3 separate regions of the Mus musculus genome follow, and all the other regions are linked to region 2. The links are chromatin contacts, called in public Micro-C and capture Hi-C maps. All regions are on one chromosome and are shown on one strand. The core of a region is the stretch at or near the end of the contact, and the rest is flanking DNA. Distances in the headings are between cores, read along the strand shown.

Region 1 (2,813 bases), core at 125-2,624, 2.6 Mb after region 2:
CTTACTACATCACACCAGGTTATGAAATTATTTTAATAATTAAAAGTTGAGTAAATTAAGCAAAACTGGAAATCTCATTTTTTTAAAAAAGCCTTTACACTTAGATTTACTATCACAAAGATACCAAAAGGAGACGTTAAGGTTGTATAAGAAATATTGGCTATTTTAAATTTAAATAAACTGAGAATAGATTAGTTCATTATTACACACACACACACTGGGGTATAGAACTTTTTACTGCACTCCTAGCTTTTCGGTAGATCTAAAACTACTCTTAAGATTTCAATTTAAAAGCAAACCCACTTCCCAGTCCTGAGATCTTTGAGTCAACAAGAAATCACTCTCAAGACCTCATCTTTTGAGAATTAGCTGGTGTTTATTAACAAAGTCAGAATGGGAGAGGAAGACAACTTAAATTTTAACCAATGCACCTAATGATTCTTATGTGCCCTAACAGAGCCAGCATTCCCTCGTTCCAACACAGACACGCCACAGTTTCTGTTAGTGGATGAAGGTGGCCCTCTTTTAAAACAATATCCCAGATCGCTTCAGGCTTTACACAACTCTAAAGAGTCCAAGAGGTCTTACAGGGAGGGACGGGGTGCTAATCACTGTTCAAGAAGGGTCCCCAAACCCTGCCTATGTCTTCTGACTCACGGCTCCACCAACTAACTCCCTGGGAAGGAAGAGAACCCACCCCCCCCCCTCCCCAAAGCATCTCGCTGAGGCTTCGCAGTCCCTCTCTGGCTTTTTCCGGAGGCGACCCTTCCAGCGCGGCAAGGACAGCCCTGGCCGGCGATCCAGAACGAGGGCTCCCTCGAGCCCGGGCCACTTGACTGCAGCAGACGCCTGTCCCCTCGAGACGCCTGGCTCCCCATTGCAATCTAACCGCCAGCCCGGGTTCATCTCACCCCGGCGCGCGGGGAAGCGGCGTGCGCTCGCCCGGCAACGCCGCGGGGGCTTGTGGGAGGGGGCGGCCCCGGCGGTCCCTGCGGTCCCTGCGGTCCCTGCGCCGCACCGCACTCCTGCCTCCCGCCAGCCCGCGCTCACCCCGCCGCCGCTGACTGCGCCGATGCCATCGAACTCCCGGCCCAGCCCGTCGGAGTCGTCTAGCACGTAGGCGCCACCGGGCACTAGCAGCGCACACAACAATAAGGGCACCGCAACACGGCTCGCCGAGCCCGCGGCGGCGGTCATGACTTTTGCTTGGCGTTGCTGGGAAGCCTTAGGTTGGCTGTTAGCCATTGTGCGGGTCACGCGACTGTGGCGCCCGGGGAGGCGGGCCCGATCGCCTCCCTGAGGAAGAAGAGCGGGCGGCTGAGGAAGCTTTCGCCATCTTAAGTGAGGGCTGCGGGCTGTCCGCGCAGCCGCTGTTGTGTTGAGCTGGGGGGGCGGGGTGGGGGGCTGGTTGAGCGAGCTTTGCCTTGTCACTTCTGTGTCAAAGAGGCGGGACCGGTCTCTGCGTGTAATTACTTAGTGACCACTCTTCCTACCTCACCTGATGGATCATCTTAGAAAACGGGAAGTGAATGGTCAACAACGGTCAAAAGAGGGCTTTGAGTGGTCCTACTCTAGCCGAGCATTCCCAGTAGGAAACAGCAATGAGGACCTGGCTTTAAGCGCCCCCAGTTAAGCGGTCACCTTGGTTGAGTCGCTTGGCTTGAGGACCCTGAATTTTTCTAAACCACCGTGAGACCAGAACAGCAAGTCAGGGAACTCCGGATAAGATAAAAGTAAGATAATAGGCACTCGGGAAGTCATAATTGTGCACTTATATACACTTAGCAAATGCTAGCTGACAAAGTTTGTTCGATTGAGTAGTCTGCTATATCCAGGTCTTTTAGCCTTAAAAGAGTTAATATGATTACTCGTCCAAAATGTTGCTATATAGTAATTTGAATTGCGAGACCTAAAAAATACAATAGGTTCAGAATACTCGGACCTTTATTCTGTTTCTTGAATAAAAAATGACTATGAAAATCACTTATGAAAGATGCCCTGACTTACATAGAGGAAGTGGTAATGTTTGCCAACTCCTGTTACAGTAACCCTTGCCTTCCTATTCACTTCTCTACCCAGTTAAATACCCTGGCAGGTGCATCCAACCTGTGCCTGAGACCACATGGAGCAGATGATTGCTATGAAAGCACCCTACCCCAAAATTGTACATAAACTTAACTCAAGACATTCTGTGACTTTTTATGATTAAAATAGTCAACTGTGCAGACCTCAAGTGTGAAGTCTATAGCGGACAACATAGTGTCAGGATAAGAAAAGGTTGGACGTGCCTGCTGGCAGCTTGTGTTCTTAGAACTTGTTCCATCTACCAGTCTCACCTTGAACTCAGAGAGTTCTGCCTGCCTCTGCCTCTCTGCCTCTCTGCCTCTCTGCCTCTGCCTCTCTGCCTCTCTGCCTCTCTGCCTGCCTCTCTGCCTCTCTGCCTCTCTGCCTCTCTCTCTGTCTCTCTGCCTGCCTCTCTGCCTCTCTGCCTCTCTGCCTGGCACATTTTACAACCTAAATTGCTCCTGATCAGATTCAGCATGTTTATCATTAACTGTTTGTTTGTTTGTTTGTTTGGGGGGGGGAGTCTTCAATTTCTTAGGGTATGCCCCTGTGCCCTGTAACTTAAATTTATGTGCTTCATCCATCTAGTCTGTCACAGCAGTTTAATTCTTAGGACCCAAGGATGACAAAGGTGAAATTATGCTTCCTCGAAACAATCATAAGCTACCTTCCACTGTCAGTAAGACTGATGTGATAGGAAAGTGAACTGTCCTGAGAATTTAGATTCCCCTAATTTTGTAGAAATCAAT
Region 2 (2,700 bases), core at 135-2,634:
TATTTAAAGAACGGTGGAAATGCATATGTCCTAAATTGTGAGCTTTGCTGATTCAAGAACCAAAGGAGCTATTGCTATGCTCTGCTGCCACCTTGGCAAATCAGAAGGATTTACAACGGAATTCTTCAAGCTGAAGTCTGAGGCAGCTCCAGAGGCCTCTCAGGACTGCTGGGCTCAGATGGGCATTTGCAGTTTCTGCCATTCACATCGGGTTGGGTATATTGGGTCCGGAGGAGGCACCGATTCGGTGGTAAAGCGCGGTTTGCTCTCCCTTTTAAAATAACCCCTTTCAGCAATGCCTATTCCACTGTCTAACAGCTTCCTACTGAAGAATAGAGCCTGAGAAAAACAGTTGTACGTTTGTGCTCAGATCACAGTGTCTGGGCTCATTTGACAGAGAAAGCTACAGCAGAAGAGAACAGTTTTCTCAGGCCTGAGTTTCTTTTCTGGGTCAACAAGACGGGTTCTCTGCTTATTCAATTAACTTTCTGGAAGTTCTGAATGTATAGGCAAAGCTGTTCACTAAACCCAAGCCGGAATTTGTTCATTATATAATTAACCTGTTCCAAGGGAGCTGAGGAGACATTGTTAGTCAAATCGCCCTTAAAACTAACCTGATATATATCAAGCCCTGCTCCCCTATTTTTAATTTTTGCATTTGTATTCTTTTTTCCCCCTCTCTATGTTTATTCCACTCATGCCTTTCTCTTTAGGCTCGTTTACCCAATCACATACCAACTTCGTTCTTGTCTCTTTTCCACCCGGTCTTCAGGTGTTTTACTCTTTCTTATTTAACTGATGTCATTTAGTTGACACCAGCTTCTGATGGGTAGGAGGGAGGCCACTCTCCTTGCGGTTTCATTTAAATTTGGCAGGAGTGGGTGGGTCCCCTTCTCCATTCCTCTCGCACTGCACTTGAAACTCTGTTAAGAGTTAGAGCTTGATCAGAGATTTCTAAGTCTTCAAAGCGCAGCTGGGCAAGGAAATTATATGAGAGGCGGGGGACACAGAAGTAAAGGAATAAAAGCCAACTTTGCTGGCAACTTCAATAAATCCGGTAACTGGAGGTTAAAAAAAAAATAGATTGTGAGGGCTGGGTCTGGTCCGGATGAAACGTTAGGTTCCTTCCCATCTCCGAGTCTCTCTCGGAAAGCGCGCCACTGGCACCTTGCCACCCAAGTGCCCCTAGACAGCCACACGCCCACTGGAACTGCACGTGAACAAAGCTTTTGCCCGGAAAGCCAGCGTCTGTGGTTTCTCAGCGCAATCTAGCTTCTATCCGGAGTGTAGGGTGAACACAGGGTTAAGCCAGTTCCCTCCTCGATGGGAGGGAAAGGAGTGGGAGGTGAGCAAAGCTTTCTGTCTTGCCGGGTACCTTGCAGTTAGTTGTACATTTGAAAGCAGTCGCCATCACTTGTGAGTTTGGCGTCATCCATTGTCACCACCAAGGAATGTGCGCTGGGAGATAACACCAAGGGCAGTGCTTCTCAAACACGCAGAGAGCTCTTTCTCTCTCTGCTTCCAGGTGCGCTCTTATCTGGTCCTCTGTCCCAAGTTTCCAGAACGTGGAGGCAGCAGCGCAGAACCGGTCACCGCGTCCACTGAACCTCAGGACCAGACTGGCAGTTCTCAACGATGGGCAGGAGGGACCTCGGCGGCGACCCCTAAAACAATACCATGCCCGGGGAGTCCCTCTACTGCCGCTCTAGCTTCTTCCCTTTCCACCTCCCGGACCCGGTTGGATTCGGATGAGCTAAGGAGACAAGGCTGCCAGGTAAAAGGATTGCTGTGCCAGGTGAAATTTCTAGTGACTGCCCTAGCTTTCTTTACATGGCCACCACATTATTTGGACCCCCACTCCCTTTTGAACAAGTGGTGGGTGGTCACTAGGTGGGTGTTCTATGTTTTGTCTTTTTATCCGCAAAGAAAATGGGATTCTTTTTCTATCTACCCCGACTACTTGGGGACCCGGTGTGTATGTGTGTGTGTGTGTGGGGGGGGGGGGGGCTGCGCCTTCTACATTCAAGTCGATTCCAAGTCCTCTAGGGAGTTTTGTAACCGAGTTGTGGGTAAAATCGCTCATTTGCTACCTGCCAAAAGCATCGATCCTAAATGGAGTTTTCCAAATCCCCTAAGCTTAGAACAGCCTTTCATTTCCTTAGAATGCTTCTCTTAAGTCCGGTAAGTAACAACCCTCCATACCCATCTGGGTTGAATGCAAGAAGTGTTATTATCAAGCCTCAGTATCTCAAGCCCCTACCTGCCCTATGCCCGAAATCCGGGATCAATTCCCCACTAAATTGGGGATGCTAGTTCGTTTTCTTTCCAATCGCTCGTGATTTTTACAAGCCAAGGACCTTTCCTGCCCTGCTGTTGCACCAGAACTGGTAGTTCCATAGCTGGTGTAATTGTGCTTTCCTTACTGGTCAGGGATGGAAAAGTCCCCAGGAGATCCCGATACTGGGGAGTCCACTTTCCCTGCGTCCAGTGCCTGGGCTGCGGAGATAGGTCCTTCTATGCCCTCAGGCGCTGAATGCAGATACCCAGAGTAGTAAGGGGGACGGACCTATCCAGCTGCCCTAGAGCCTCCACTAGACTCTGGCCTCCTGGAAAAAGCCCTCCTCTGAGCTGAACAGCCCAGGGCTCTTACTGGAGTTTTGAGAGCTAGTGTGGTCACTTTTTCTTGTAATCTCTTCCATG
Region 3 (2,929 bases), core at 131-2,630, 2.9 Mb after region 2:
TTTACAAAGAGCCACAATATCTATACATTAACATGTGGGGCAGTGGCCAAGACCAGGAGTATGGTGCACCCACACAACCTGCCTTAATACTCTTTACAGGAAGGGAAAGTGAACCCACACTCCTAAAAGCATACCAAACCATTGTGTGCGTGGGCACGCTGTAGGTTACTCCGTGAGCCCTTCCCAGACCCACCCTTGTGGAGAAAAACCACTCCCCACAGCCTTTCTACAACCTGAGCCAAAGGAGCCTAGTCGGCAGGATTAGTAATAAGACAGAGCAAAGACTCTGGAAGCCCCTTGGGCTCCATTATGCTTCATGCCCTATGAGAGAAGTGCTACCCCAGGGACAGCTGGGGCAGATCGTAGCCTCACATGCTGCCAAGAAACCTGTCCCTCTGAGGACACGCGGGCCATGAGGCTCAGCTCCAGGTCCAGTGAGAGTCACCCCACCCATCTGCCAGAGAGAGACAAAGATCACTAGAAACAAAGGACACACACACACAGGCACACGTACATGCACATTCACAAAGTCAAAAGCAAATACCAACACTTGGTATAATTTCAAAACAAACAGCAGCTTGGTGTGTCTTTAAATAGACGGTGAAACCATCCTAGAGGGACAACGACTATGTGATCTTGACAGGCGCGATCTGGGTTCCGAACCCACGCTGCCTCCGCCCTCCTCCCACCCACGCTGCAGTTGTCAGGCGCATTTCCCAGCCTCAGGACGCATGCTGCCTGCCGGGAGCAAGCCCATCCACGCCTGCCAGTGAGGCACCAGCAGGTGGAAGAGAGCCAGGGTAGCCCGAAGTAGGCAATACCAACCTTTAGGATCCCAGTTCACCTGCTTTCTTGGCGTCTCGATTGGAAATTTCATTGCTCCGTTGCCCACAGGGGGATGAAATGAAAAGAATCAAAATAATAATAATAAAGTCTTCAAGATTTACAACTCGTCGGTTAAACAGACCAACGGAACAATTTGTGAGGATGGAGGAGCACTGAAGTGGCTCGTGGGGAGCCCCAGAGAAAGACAAGCGGGGAAAATACTAGCAGAGGAAAGCACCGAGCACTGGCTTGGTTGGGTGTTTGCACCGGTTAAGGGGGTGGCCAGCTGCTGCCCTTGTGGGTGAAAGAAAAAGTAAGATCGGATGCTGAGGGTGGTTCCGAGAGGATCAAAGAGCCGGGCTGCTTCTGCAAAAGCGCGGTAGGCAGATGCGAGGCTGAGCAGCCGCCGGGCGGAGGCCGGAGTGAAGCCCACCGCAGCGTCCCTCGGGTCCCCAAAGGCGTGTTCGTACCCCCTCTCTCGCATCCACACACACGCACACACACATACACACACATCCATACATACACGCACACACACACACACAGGCGCGCGCACACCGGGCCGCGCGCTCGGGCGGACACGTCAGCCTCGCTCGTCTGAGCACAGAGCACTCGCCCCTCCCCAGCCGCGGCTCCTCGCCCCCGGGCGACGCCCCCCACTCTCCACCCGCTGAAAGCCATTGGACAGAAGGATGGCGCGGCGCCCCGGGGAGCTCGCGGCTAAGGCGACCCTCCCCGTGGCGCGCTGCAGGTGCCGCGCCACTGCGGGAGAACGCCGGGCGCGCGTGGACCCCGGACACCCGGGCTCGTCGCTGGGCGGTGGCGGACCTGTCCTTCCCCGGGCTGCGCGGAGACAGCGAGCAGAGGGCGCGGCTGCTACTTACTGACGCGGCCGCAGCGTGCTCGGTGGAGTTGCAGCCGGAGACACGCTTGGCTGCCTGGAAGGCTCTGCAGGAGGCGGAGGAAAGGGCCTGCCTGCCGCGGCCCCACCGCAGACCTCGGCCTGGGGGGGGTGACCTCCTTTCACCGCTCCCACCCCGGGTGCCTGCTCTTTCTCTCTTGTCACTTCATTTTTGGTACTCCACTCCTTGCTCCCCAGCGTGGTCCTCTCGCCTGAGTCCCGAACCCAGGTCCCCACGGCGCTCCTGAGTGAAGGAAGCTAACACCAGCCATGAGCCTTTTGTTCTGGGACCGCTTGGCGCTGGCTGCGATCTCATCGCGCGCCTAGTTCCCCAGGCACAGCTTGGTCTCTTCCCCAGCTACCTGTAGCTGGACTGGGGCTCCTGCTTGGAGGCTGGGGAGATGGGCTGGGGAGAGACTTTGAGGCCCAGGAGGAAAGAGGAGTTGCTAAGGTTTGGCGACTCTACTTGGAGAAGCTAAGGAGGTGGCCCGGGAGCCCTTGAAAATCAGCCAATGGTGGGTGCAGGAAGACTTCAGCCCTCAGCTGTGCTCTCAGAGAGTTAGGGAGATGCCCCACCCCATTCTCCCCATCCTGGAATCCCTAGGTGGGTTTATGGTAAGAAAAACGCCAGAAACGGCCAACAGTGCTCCGGTGCTCTTGAAAGAGCCACCCAAGTATCCATATGAATTCTGCTTATAAGTTCACTGGGGTGCCTAGCAACAGAGACTTGCACATAACAGACACTCAAAATAATTAACAACAACAAAACTAATAATATATATGCTAAAGGAAGTGTAATGTTTGCTAAAGGAAGGTTTGATTAGCTCACTGTGGTGTTGGATAGGAAGTTCAACTCAGACCCCTGGCCTATAAGTAAGTAAAATCTCTTATTCATTCAGCATCTACATACCGAACTCCTTCTGTGTGCCATCACAGACCTAGGTGCTGGCCACCTGGCAAAGGGCAAGACTGGCGTGGGTGTCCTTCGGAGAACACGTGCCAGGAGGTCAGATTGATGGTTACTGCCTTAACTTAGGGAAGAAGAAGTGACAACTGTCCTATTCCCAAGTCTGCCAGCTGCGGTCCTCAAAACCTACACTAGCTTGGCATTCAAGATGCCTTGGAGGTTCATGGGAGGCCTGGGTCAACTTATCAATACACATACACACACCACCACCACCACCACTACCACCACACTTCTCT

What was found. A called contact is a pair of places that touch in the nucleus more often than the background predicts. Capture Hi-C pulls out chosen DNA fragments and counts their contacts.
Region 1: a capture Hi-C map of embryonic stem cells shows a contact between it and region 2, with 5 times the contacts expected there. The contact joins the promoter of Galc here to the promoter of Flrt2 in region 2. A contact is called at or near these places in 4 of 39 promoter capture datasets (the 3T3-L1 cell line, cranial neural crest, hippocampal neurons and 1 more), 1 of 115 datasets of contacts at active chromatin or transcription factors (astrocytes) and 1 of 9 other capture datasets (embryonic stem cells).
Region 3: a contact with region 2 is called in a Micro-C map of embryonic stem cells, with 5 times the contacts expected there. The contact joins the promoter of Kcnk10 here to the promoter of Flrt2 in region 2. A contact is called at or near these places in 1 of 39 promoter capture datasets (hippocampal neurons), 1 of 484 Hi-C or Micro-C datasets (embryonic stem cells) and 2 of 115 datasets of contacts at active chromatin or transcription factors (astrocytes and embryonic stem cells).

What each region holds. Positions count from the first base shown.
Region 1 is chr12:98,258,085-98,260,897 of GRCm38.p6, forward strand. It overlaps Galc (galactosylceramidase), which reads right to left and starts at 1,375. Exons shown (of 17, transcript NM_008079.4): 1 at 1,051-1,375. The coding sequence starts at 1,245.
Region 2 is chr12:95,690,842-95,693,541 of GRCm38.p6, forward strand. It overlaps Flrt2 (fibronectin leucine rich transmembrane protein 2), which reads left to right and starts at 1,385. Exons shown (of 2, transcript NM_201518.4): 1 at 1,385-1,774.
Region 3 is chr12:98,573,332-98,576,260 of GRCm38.p6, forward strand. It overlaps Kcnk10 (potassium channel, subfamily K, member 10), which reads right to left and starts at 1,381. Exons shown (of 7, transcript NM_001316665.1): 1 at 826-1,381. The coding sequence starts at 877.